Regions from separate parts of the Capra hircus genome. Here region 2 is linked to region 1. Evidence: chromatin contacts called from public Hi-C data. All regions are on one chromosome and are shown on one strand. The core of a region is the stretch at or near the end of the contact, and the rest is flanking DNA. Distances in the headings are between cores, read along the strand shown.

Region 1 (5,105 bases), core at 52-2,551:
CACTCCTGACGTTTGGGGCGAGATAACTCTTTGTTGCGGAGACTGCCCCACAGCATGCAGGGTGTTTAGCGTCATTGCTGGCTCCTACCCACTCTTGCGCCTCTCCACGTGTGGCAGCCCCAAGTGTCTCCAGACACTGCCCAGTGTCCCCTGGTGTGGGTGGGGTTGAGAACCACTGGTGTATAATGTATGACAAGGGGTTTGGAGTTGGCTAGACCTTGGGTTCACAGCCTGCTCTGCTTCTGCTAGCTGGGGGACGGGTGGTTCGTCTTGGTTTGCTCAGCTGCAAAATAGGCACCAGAAATCCTGTCTCATAGACAATATTTTAAATTTATTTTTATTCATTTATTTAGGCCATGCTGTGTGACATGCGGGACCTTAATTCCCCAACCAGGGATCAAACTCATGCCCCCTGCAGTGGAGGCATGGATTCTCAACCATTGGACTGCCAGGGAAGTCTCCAGACAACATTTTAAAATGATAACTGTTGCAAGGTTACATTGATAGATGCTTGAAAATGTGAAGCAAAGATTCAAATGGCAACCATGCCATCTGCTCAGACTAAATTCATCCCGTCTCCTTTTTTTCAGGAAATGCACCCCTGGCCTTCTACCCAGTACTGCCAGGCCCCAAACTCTGGAGGCTTCTTTGATTTCTACACCCCTCCATCTGTCCATTTGCAAAAGCTTTGAGCACCTCCCAAACCAGTCCCAATACAGCCCTTCTACCAACTTCCACTCCTCTCATCACCCCAAATCTCCACTGTGGGCATCACAGCAGCCTCCCTAACAGCCTCCAGATTCCACGCTGTCTAGTCCACCATTTACACAGCAGCCAGAGGGCTCTTCTTACAACAAACTCGAGTTAAACCTTAGTTAACCTAAAACTCCATCCCAGGACCTCTAGAGCCTCCTGCTTGGCCCTGCCTTCCCTGCCCCGTGCCCAGCGGACAGCATCCTCCCTGGTCTCTTCCTGTTTCTCAGACAGCACTGTGACCACTGCTGTCCCACCAAGGCCTTCACACTGGTGGACACCCTGCCTGGCACGTGGGCCTCAGTGCTTACCTGGCTGGCACCTTCACACCCATTCTATCCCTGTTCCAGTGCTGTCTGGGGACCTTGCTTGAGTCCCTACCTGCAGCAACCTCCCCCACCCCAGTTACACTTGGCCCCTTTATCCCACTTTATTCTCTTCACAGTCTTTATCATGATCAGAAACTATGCTCTTTATTTATTTACTACCTTGCCTGTTAATAGTCTTCCCCAACCAGAACGGTCAGCTTCTTGGGAGAGGAGTCCTGTCTACTGTTACATCCTCAGGGCCAAAGACAGCACCTGGCACACAGCAGGCATCCAAGAAATGCTCGATGGATATGTGAATCCAGTTGTAAAATTTCATCATCTTTCAAATGCAGCCCAGAGGCCACCTGCCTATAGCCCATCCCTCAGTGGGAGCCATATTCCTCTCCTCTGAGCCTCTGAAGGATCTGTATCTCTCCCTTGGCTGAATCACTTGGCCCTGTTACTTTCTTTTTATTAAAAAAAAAAAATTATTAGACTGTGCTGGGTCTTACTTGCATTATGTGGGATCTAGTTCCTGACCAGGGATCAAACCGGGGCCCCCTGTATTGGAAGCACAGAGTCTTAGCTACTAGGCCTCTAAGGAAGTCCTGGCCCTGTTACTTCTTTATGGAAAACGGCCCGTTTCTCCAGATGTACTGTGAGCTGGAGGGCAGGGATCTGGACAGGCTTATTTCTGTATCCCCCGTAAGCTTGGCACAATAAATACAGATGGGGACAGTGAGTACTTAGGGAGGAGTAAGAAGGGCTCTGTGATTTGCTGATCATTTCTGGAGCTTGGCAGACAAACTTCATCTCCCCTGCTGTAGCAGATTAAAGATGGCTGCAAATTCTTTGACTTTCCTCCCATGGAGAGGTGGGGTCCAGGTCCCCTTCTCTTAAACCTAGATGGGCCTGTGACTGCTTTGACCAACAGAACTCAGCAGAAGTGCCCTTCTAGGCCCTGGCTCAGGCCTTGAGAGACTGCAGCTTCTACTTGCTGTCAGGTGGAATTTTGAGCTGTGCCATTGACAGGTCTTACTACCCTGGGTGGTGAAGTCCCACACAGAGGTCCCAAGACTGCATGGAAAGGGAGAGCAACCCACTGGGGCCCAGCCAGTGTCCATCAAGTCGCCAGGAATGTGGGTATTACTGAGGGCCCTGCAGATGAGCCCAGCTGCCAGCTGCATCAAGCAACCTCAGTAACACCATGTGGAGCCAAAGTATTGCTCCACCGACCCCTGCCTGAATTCCTAACCCACGAAATCATGAGACGTCATAAAATGCTTGTTTAAAATCACTAACTTTGGGGAATTTTCTGGTGGTCCAGTGGTTAGGACTCGGCGCTCTCACTGCCGGGGCCCTGGGTTCAATCCCTGGTCAGGGAACTAAGATGCTGCAAGGGGCCTGTGATCTATTAGTGATGTCTGCCATGGGTACAGAGGGGAGTAAAAGGGGTTATCACCTGTGATTCACTTTTCATATGTCTGGCCAATTCATGTTGCATACAGCTAACACATGATTTCGTTTAACCCTCATAGGGTAGGGCTTACCATCTGTATTTTGTTTCCTGTGTTTTTTTGAATCTGTATTTCCTTATAAATATGGAAAGTGAGGAACAGAAAAGTTACATAGCTTGCCTAGCAGTTTACTCAGCTCATGGGGCAGAGGAGATTCTGGGGCGCAAAGTCCACTAAACAAAGCAAGAACGCAGGCGTTTCCCCAGAGGCAAACCTCCCGTCCTTCCTGATTGATGGCTGACCCCTCACCCGCTCTTCTGTTTGCTAGCGCTCAGCCCGGCTTTACTCTGGGACTGAAAAGAGTTGGCACTTAGCCAGCGTCACCAGGGCCCCAGAACTACTGACTTTCCCCGCCACCCCCCGCTTGTCATGGGAGGCTGGTGCTTAGGTATCTCTCAAGGGTGGAACCATCTAAGTTTGTAAAGAGCTTAAGGTAATACCCGTTTCACGTCCCCCGGCTCCCAGAGCCAGGCAAAGCCAAGCGCTCCCCATTCAAGGTTCTTAGAGAGCAGTTACGCAAAGCTTTCCCGGGTAGGGGGGAGTCAGAACCCAGGATGGGGGGAGGGTGGGGGAGGGGTTGAGAGCTCAAGCCCCGCTCCACCCCTTCCTGGAGGTGTGATCCTGCACAGGTGACTTCACCGTCCGGACTCTCAGTTTTTTCATCTGTCAAGTGGGGATTATTAGACCTACCCTGCATAGTAATTTTAAAGATAAAGGGATTTAATGTGAGTAAATTCCTAGAGTCACGCTTGGCACACATGGGTGCTTATTAAATATTTCTTGATGAATGAGGGAATGAATGAACAGCTGGGTAACACTTTATCAGGCTGAGGTGTACACTTAGCTCTGGATCCCAGCTGGCTGGCTCCCTGTACTCACTGCCTGGCACAGCGAGGGCACCTAAGATATGTTTGTCAAAATAATTCTTCTAAGTCTAATCTAAGGAAGTCATTTCCAGGCACACACACACACACACACACACACACACACACACACACACACAAATCATTCCGTACTGTACATTCCAAAGCAGACAGAATTTATTCAGGTGATGATAACACTTATGCTCTTCAGACTCCATATCAGGCAGCCTCATCTGTGAATCAGGAAATAAGTAAAAAAAAAAAAAAGACCTCTGAACACACGAAACAGACAGCACAAAGTTCACGCACCGATACCTGTGGCTTTTCTCCTGAAAGTAACCTCTGGTCCTCATTTTTAACCTAGTAACTCTTGGTTAACAAGCAGATCCAACAAGCATCATATGATGGTTTTGAAATCCACTTTTCTCAGATGAGAAGGCACAAGCTGGAAATGAAGAATGAAGAGACACCCAGGAGGAGATGATTCCCAAGGGAAATGGGGTTTTGCATCCTTAAGATAGGAATGATAACAAAATCCAACAAAACCCCACAATGATACAAATTCTGGCCAACTGAAACTGGCACTTGGCTCCTGGTCCCCTGTAAATTATGATCAGCTAGCTACCAGGCTACTCTAAATTTGCAGTACACAATCTTGCACATCGCATGATTGAATCTAACCCCTACCACCATCCCATGAGATGGGTTATTATCCTCTTCTTACAGGGCAGAGTTTCTCACTGAATTTAGGGATGATATTGATATTTGATATCAGTTGACATCAATTGATATTTAGGGATGGATAGTTCCTTGTGGGGAGGAGGAAATGGCAACCCACTCCAGTATTCTTGCCTGGAAAATCCCATGGATGGAGGAGACTGGTTGGACATGAGTGAGCAACTTTACTTTCGCTTTTCACTTTAATGCATTGGAGAAGGAAATGGCAACCCACTTCAGTGTTCTTGCCTTGAGAATCCCAGGGACAGGGGAGCCTGGTGGGCTGCCGTCTATGGGGTTACACAGAGTCGGACACGACTGAAGCGACTTAGCAGCAGCAGCAGCAGCAGCAGCAGCAGTTCCTTGTGGGGACCTGTCCTGTGCGTTGCAGAATGTTTAGCAGCATCTCTGACCTCAGCCCACTAGATGCCAGAAGCACCTCCCCACTCCTGACTTGTGACAGGAGTGTCTCTAGGCATTATCAAACACCCCTGGGGCAGAATTGCTCCCATCAAGAGCTGTTAAAGATTTAGGGATTGAGGTTCAGAGAGAGTGAGGGTTGTCCAAGGTCATACAAGTCCATGGAGCAACCTGAGCTCTGAGCCCTTAAAAATTATGCCAAGTTACACTTGACTGTATAGTCAAAGCTATGGTTTTTCCAGTAGTCCTGTACAGATGTGAGAGCTAGACCATAAAGAAGGCTGAGCGCCAAAGAATTGATGCTTTTGAACTGTAGTACTGGAGAAGAATCTTGAGAGCCCCTTGGAAAGCAAGGAGATCAAACCAGTCAATCCTAAAGAAAATCAACCCTGAATATTCATTGTAAGGATGGATGCTGAAGCAGAAGCTCCAATACTTTGGCCACCTGATGCCAAGAGCCTACTCATTGGAAAAGACCCTGGTGCTTCCTTCTCCAAGACAGCAGGGATTTGGGAGAAGGTGAGTCT
Region 2 (5,279 bases), core at 1,109-3,608, 170 kb after region 1:
AATCTTCCTTTCACTGAAAAATCTGTGAAATATCCCTGGTCTGGTGCCTGATCAAGGTAATAAGGAAACAGTGCTAATTTTTCACAATTTCATCACAATTAAACACTGTTCTGCTTAGCACGAGGAGGGTGGATTTGCCATCAGGCTCTGTCTGAAATTAACATATATTTTTAAATCATGGCTACTGGTAGGACACACAGACCCTACCCGAAAAGGGGTGTCTGTATAATACCAGTACCCATTCATCTGTGCCTGGAAGAGATCAATCAAGTTTAGGATTATGGAATAGGAATCCCTGGCAAGGGCCTACCTATGATTAATATAGCATCCTTATTTTCGCGATGAGGAAATGGAGATGCAAAGACTTTCAGTGGGTATCCTTAGTGTTAGCCAGCTTGGGAAATAGTGACCCCAGTCCACAGTGACAGTGGGACAGAATTGGGGAGGCAGGGGAGGAAAGCGTCCTTTGGGTTTCTGGGCTAGGCTCGGTCTTAGATTAGGCATGTCTCTTCATGCATGCAGAGTCTGTAAATAATTGTAAAATGTTTGGGGAAGCAGGCTTCACTCCTAGCAGCCGAAATTGCCAGTCCAGACACCGAGCTCAGGAAGGATTCCTTGTACCCAGCAGTCAGATTCTTACGGGGAATGCGAGCTGGGCTGTGGCGCCCTGAGGTGTCTCTGCAGAAGTCTGATTAAGGTAAGTGCACATTTCAGAGGGCACTCATGCTCCACGTTAAAGTTGTGCTAAATGGGTCACAGGCCTGATGTGAGGACACAACCAAGTTATGAGATCAGGCCCAGGGTGTGTACAGTTAATGTTATAAGAAGGGTGGTGAGGCACTGGAGTTTTAAAATCTGCTTTTAATTTGCATTGCCTCACTAAATTATTGGGTGATGTTAAACAGGATTCTTAGCTTCTCAATGCTCAAGTTTCTTCAGGAAGAAGGAGAATTGTGAGTGTGGATTAAGGTATTTTTTTGTCCTGTTTTTACAGCTTAAAGAACCTAAAATATTATAATAACCTGAATAGTATATTTCAGATGAGGAAACTGAAGCCCACAAAAAGTCAAGGGAGTAGTCTAAAGCCACGCAGCTAATAACAGAATTCCGGGGACCTGGTTTATGGATCCCATGCCCTTTCCATAAAGTTCCATACTTATTTACAAAATGCTTTCAAATGCTTAGATGAATGTTTTCATGTTGTCGAACCAACACGACCACGTTTAAAAAGTCTGGATCAAATTTCTGAGCTATTTCTCTCTATATCAGATGCTGCCTATAGCTTTGGCTGGCTGGCACCTTGATTCCTTCAGGAGAACAATTTCTACCAAGTAGAAAGTAGAAATCTCTACTTTTTCAATAGTAGTTGAAAATGCAGACTTTAAAAACCAGACCATTCACATCTCTGGATTTGAGTCTTCACACCGTGATCATCTGGAATGGGGCCTCACACGTGACACGTTCCCCTGTTTTGAGCTTGGTCTGTCCGGGGGAGGCCTTTTGAAAACAGCGCTGGCTCGCTGTCATAGATGGACTTGATGACTTTGCAGGCCACAGAGGGAGGTGTGGTGTCATGTGTAGACAGAGCGTGAGGTTTTGGAGTGAGTTGAGCCTGGGTTTGAGGTCTAATTCTTTCAACATTGATTCAGCAGATATCCATGTGAGGGCTCTTATGTGCCAAATCCTGCATTGTGAGACCTTGGGTGGATCATTTAACTTCCCTAAGCCCCGGTTTTCTCTTCTGTTAAAAGTATAAACCCTTCCTTTTAGCACTGTTCTCAGGATTAGAAATACCGTCTAAAACTGATTTCATAAAAGAAGGGATCGGTAAATGGTGGCTGCTTTTTTTTTTTTTAATTGAAGGATAATTGCTTTACAGAATTGTGTTGTTTCCTGCCAAACGTCAACATGAATCAGCCATGGGTATACCTATGTCCCCTCCCTCTTGGAGGTCGGGCTGCAGATATCAGAGGGATAGACAGTACATGCTCAGTAAATGGATCAGACCAAAAGGGAGAGAGACAAAGAGACAGTTAAAACATAAGAGAGAAGGGAGAAATCTCTTGAGTAAACAAATAGCTTATTTATCACCTTTGGAGAAAACCTACAAGTAATTAAAAATATGTGTGTGTGTGTGTGTGTGTGTGTGTGTGTGTGTATGCACACATGCTATATTTGCTCTTTGGAATCCTAAAATAGCAGAAGTAGAAGGAACTTCCCTAGCGAGCGCTCTTGCTTAAGAAGGAGGAAGCAGGCCAAAGGGCATGTGGCTTGCGAAGGACTCATCTTAGTCCAGGACCCAGACCTCCCCGTTCCCTCTCGCCACCGTGGCCGCGGGGGTAGGATGAAAAACATTTTTAGAATGCAGCTAAAGGTAACTGACATGACGGCTCCTCCAAAAGAATGCTATTCTGAAGGTCCTAGTTAGAACAAGGGAACGATTTTTAAAGGCTCTGGCGTCTGTGAGTTGCTTCCGCCCCCTGCTGGTGAGAGGAGAGAACGTCAGACCTGGGCCTTCAGCGGGTGAAATTTCAAGTTACCAGGGGAACACCTTCCCGAGGAGCCACAGAGAATCTTCCACATCAGAGAGGAAAAGAGGCACAGATATCTGGGGAAGAAGGTGAGACTGGGGGAAATGCAGAAACATTATATAGCACACTGCTGAAGCTTAAGAAAAAGAGTGGATGTACCACCACAAAGGTAATTGTGCATTTATTGTGTGTGTGTGTGTGTGTGTGTGTGTGTGTGAGTTGCTCAGTTGTGTCCAACTCTTTGCGACCCCATGGTCTGTCCATGGGGCTCTTTGGACAAGAATACTGGAGTGGGTAGCTGTTCCCTCCTCCAAGGGATCTTCCCGGCCCTGGGATCAAACTCAGGGTTCCTGAATTGCAGGCAGATTTTTTGCCGCCTGAGCTACACAGCTCGTTTATTATTTGAAGAAAGTCTTGTTAATTCCTGTCAAGTTTTGAATAAGGCTGAGGAGAGAGGGAGGAAAGGATTTTTTACTTTTTACTTCATATACCTTTCTGTTAATTTTTTTTTTGGTTTCAGTATGGCCCAAGAGACCAAAAAAATTTTAAGAAGAAATGTATTTTTAAAAATTATTATGAAAATGAAAAATACAAAAATCTCTGGTATATGAAGTAAAATCACGTTGTTTCCCGCTGGACTTCATACCCTTTCAGCTCATTCTTAACAATCCGGACGGAGCACAGCGGCGTAGAGGGCGCTGCGGCTCCTTGGGTGACACTGCCCTCTGCTGGTCATGGGGACAGACTCACTAAAATCCAGACTAAAAGTAAGACAAGGTCGTTCATTTCGTTACCTGTTTGTGGTAAAATCTCTTGGCTTGACTATTAAATCCCTTCTTTTCTGATTCTGGGATTATCAAAGGCTGATATTTATAAGGAATGGAGGATTGTGTTGGATACGCAGCAGTAAAACCTAAACGATAAAAACAGAATAAAAATGAGCTCAAAACAAAGAATGACCGACACGTGCAGAAAACACAGAGCTACATGTTAACATTTTATTCTAAGTGGAATAAAAGAGAAGCCTGCCTTTGGACAAGAGCTAAACGTGAAACTGGATTTTTTTAAAGACTCTATTGATAATTTTTTGGTGTTCCCTCCTCCCCCTCCCCGCCCCCCGCCCCCCCCCCCCCCAAGCTCTTACACTAGTGTTGGTCTCACAGCCAAAGCATTTTGTCCCAGAGAAGGGGAAGGATCCGACAGGAAAGGCATTCTTGCCAAGGAGGAAGGGGACACAAAACCATCTGGGGCAGCCTTGAAGAGAAGCCAGGCCGGGGAACAGAGAGCCCTCACTCTTCTTAAGCCCAGTCGCAGGTGAGCAACGCTCGGTAACGATACAGAGAGGCTGATAAATCTCAGAAAGGGCTCCCGGCCACTCTCCAGCACACAATGCAAGACAAATGTAAGTTTAAGTGCCTGCTTTGGGCAGACTTGGGGTGAAAAAGCAGAAGAGGACCATTTATAGAAAACAAGTTTTTATCTGTGTGGATTGTGAGGTGTCAGTGATAGATAAACTCCCCCTTTTCCTCCCTCCCACCCCCCACGGATGGTGCAGAGGAGAGACAGCTGCACAGAGGAAGGGTCCTGGAGGCCTGCACTGGGCTCCCCTCGAGCAGTTTCCGAGCGTCGATCAGCACAGGCACGCGAGAAAGCTCCACAAGGCTGGGAAAAGACTCAACTGAAACATCAGAGTGGGACAGTGAGGCCTGAACAGTGGGAACAGCAGCCACTCCCGTCCCCACAAGTCAGAGTGGAAAACTTCATAATTCGCGCAACAGAGGGAAATACGCAGAAGGGTTTTGCCTCAGAGACAGGGCAGAATTGCGTGCTGTGCGCTCAGTCACGCCGGACACTGTGCGGCCCCATGGACTGTGTAGCCCGCCAGGCTCCTCAGCTCATGGAGTTTTCCAGGCAAGAATACTGGAATGGAGTATTCCTTCTCCAGGGGAATCTTCCTAACCCAGGGATCAAACCCTTGTCTCTTGCGTTCTCCTGCATTGGCAGATGGCTTCTTTACCACTGTACCAGCTGGGAAGCCCAGGGCAAAATTACCCTTAGACTAAGTGTTGCTCTGGTTCCAGCTAGCAAAACTTAAAAGCAAGACTCGTAAAAGGTCAAACTGTTTCCAAGTAATTTAAGTGCATCCCAGAACAAAGCATAACAATTTATAGGACTACTAAAACATACAGTACTCAACAGGTAAAACTGTCCAGCATTTGACTAAAAAAAAAATGATGGGCACGCAAAGAAGGAAAAAAATGCAGTTCACAATGAGGAACAAATAAACACGTGATTAAATCTAGCTCAGAAATGATGGAATACAAGAACATTATTACATTATTAATAAAACATTATTACAATAATAATTGTATTCGATATGTTCAAGAAGCTAGAAAAAAGATTGAACACATTAAGAAGGTACATGGAAGATATAAAGATCCAAATCAAGCTCCTGAGGGTGAAAACTAAAAAGTCTGAGATTAAAAATACACTAGATAAACGGCTTCCCTGGCAGTTCAGTGAGTACAGAATCCAGCTGCTGATGCAAGAGAGCTGGGTTCTATCCCTGGGTTGGGAAGACCCCCTGGAGAAGGAAATGGCAACCCACTCCAGTATTCTTGCCTGGGAAATCCCATGGACAGAGGACCCTGGTGGGCTACAATCCATGGCGTCGAAAGAGTCAGACATGACTTAGCAGCTAAGCCAAAACCAAGATAAGATTAACAGTAGACTAGATCCTGCAGAAAA

What was found. Hi-C and Micro-C count contacts between places; a contact is called where the count stands out from the background.
Region 2: a contact with region 1 is called in a Hi-C map of liver, with 2.9 times the contacts expected there. The contact joins two enhancer-like sites.

Annotation. Positions count from the first base shown.
Region 1 is chr2:7,245,455-7,250,559 of ARS1.2, forward strand. No RefSeq gene overlaps it. Among named protein-coding and RNA genes, the nearest start is that of IFNLR1, 27 kb to the left of the region's middle. Within about 2 kb of position 1,302, at least 1 of the 5 cell types and tissues checked has an H3K27ac peak or open chromatin away from gene starts, as enhancers often do.
Region 2 is chr2:7,419,318-7,424,596 of ARS1.2, forward strand. STPG1 (O(6)-methylguanine-induced apoptosis 2) reads right to left here. Exons shown (of 10, transcript XM_005676845.3): 4 at 3,326-3,444. Among named protein-coding and RNA genes, the nearest start is that of STPG1, 19 kb to the right of the region's middle. Within about 2 kb of position 2,359, at least 1 of the 5 cell types and tissues checked has an H3K27ac peak or open chromatin away from gene starts, as enhancers often do.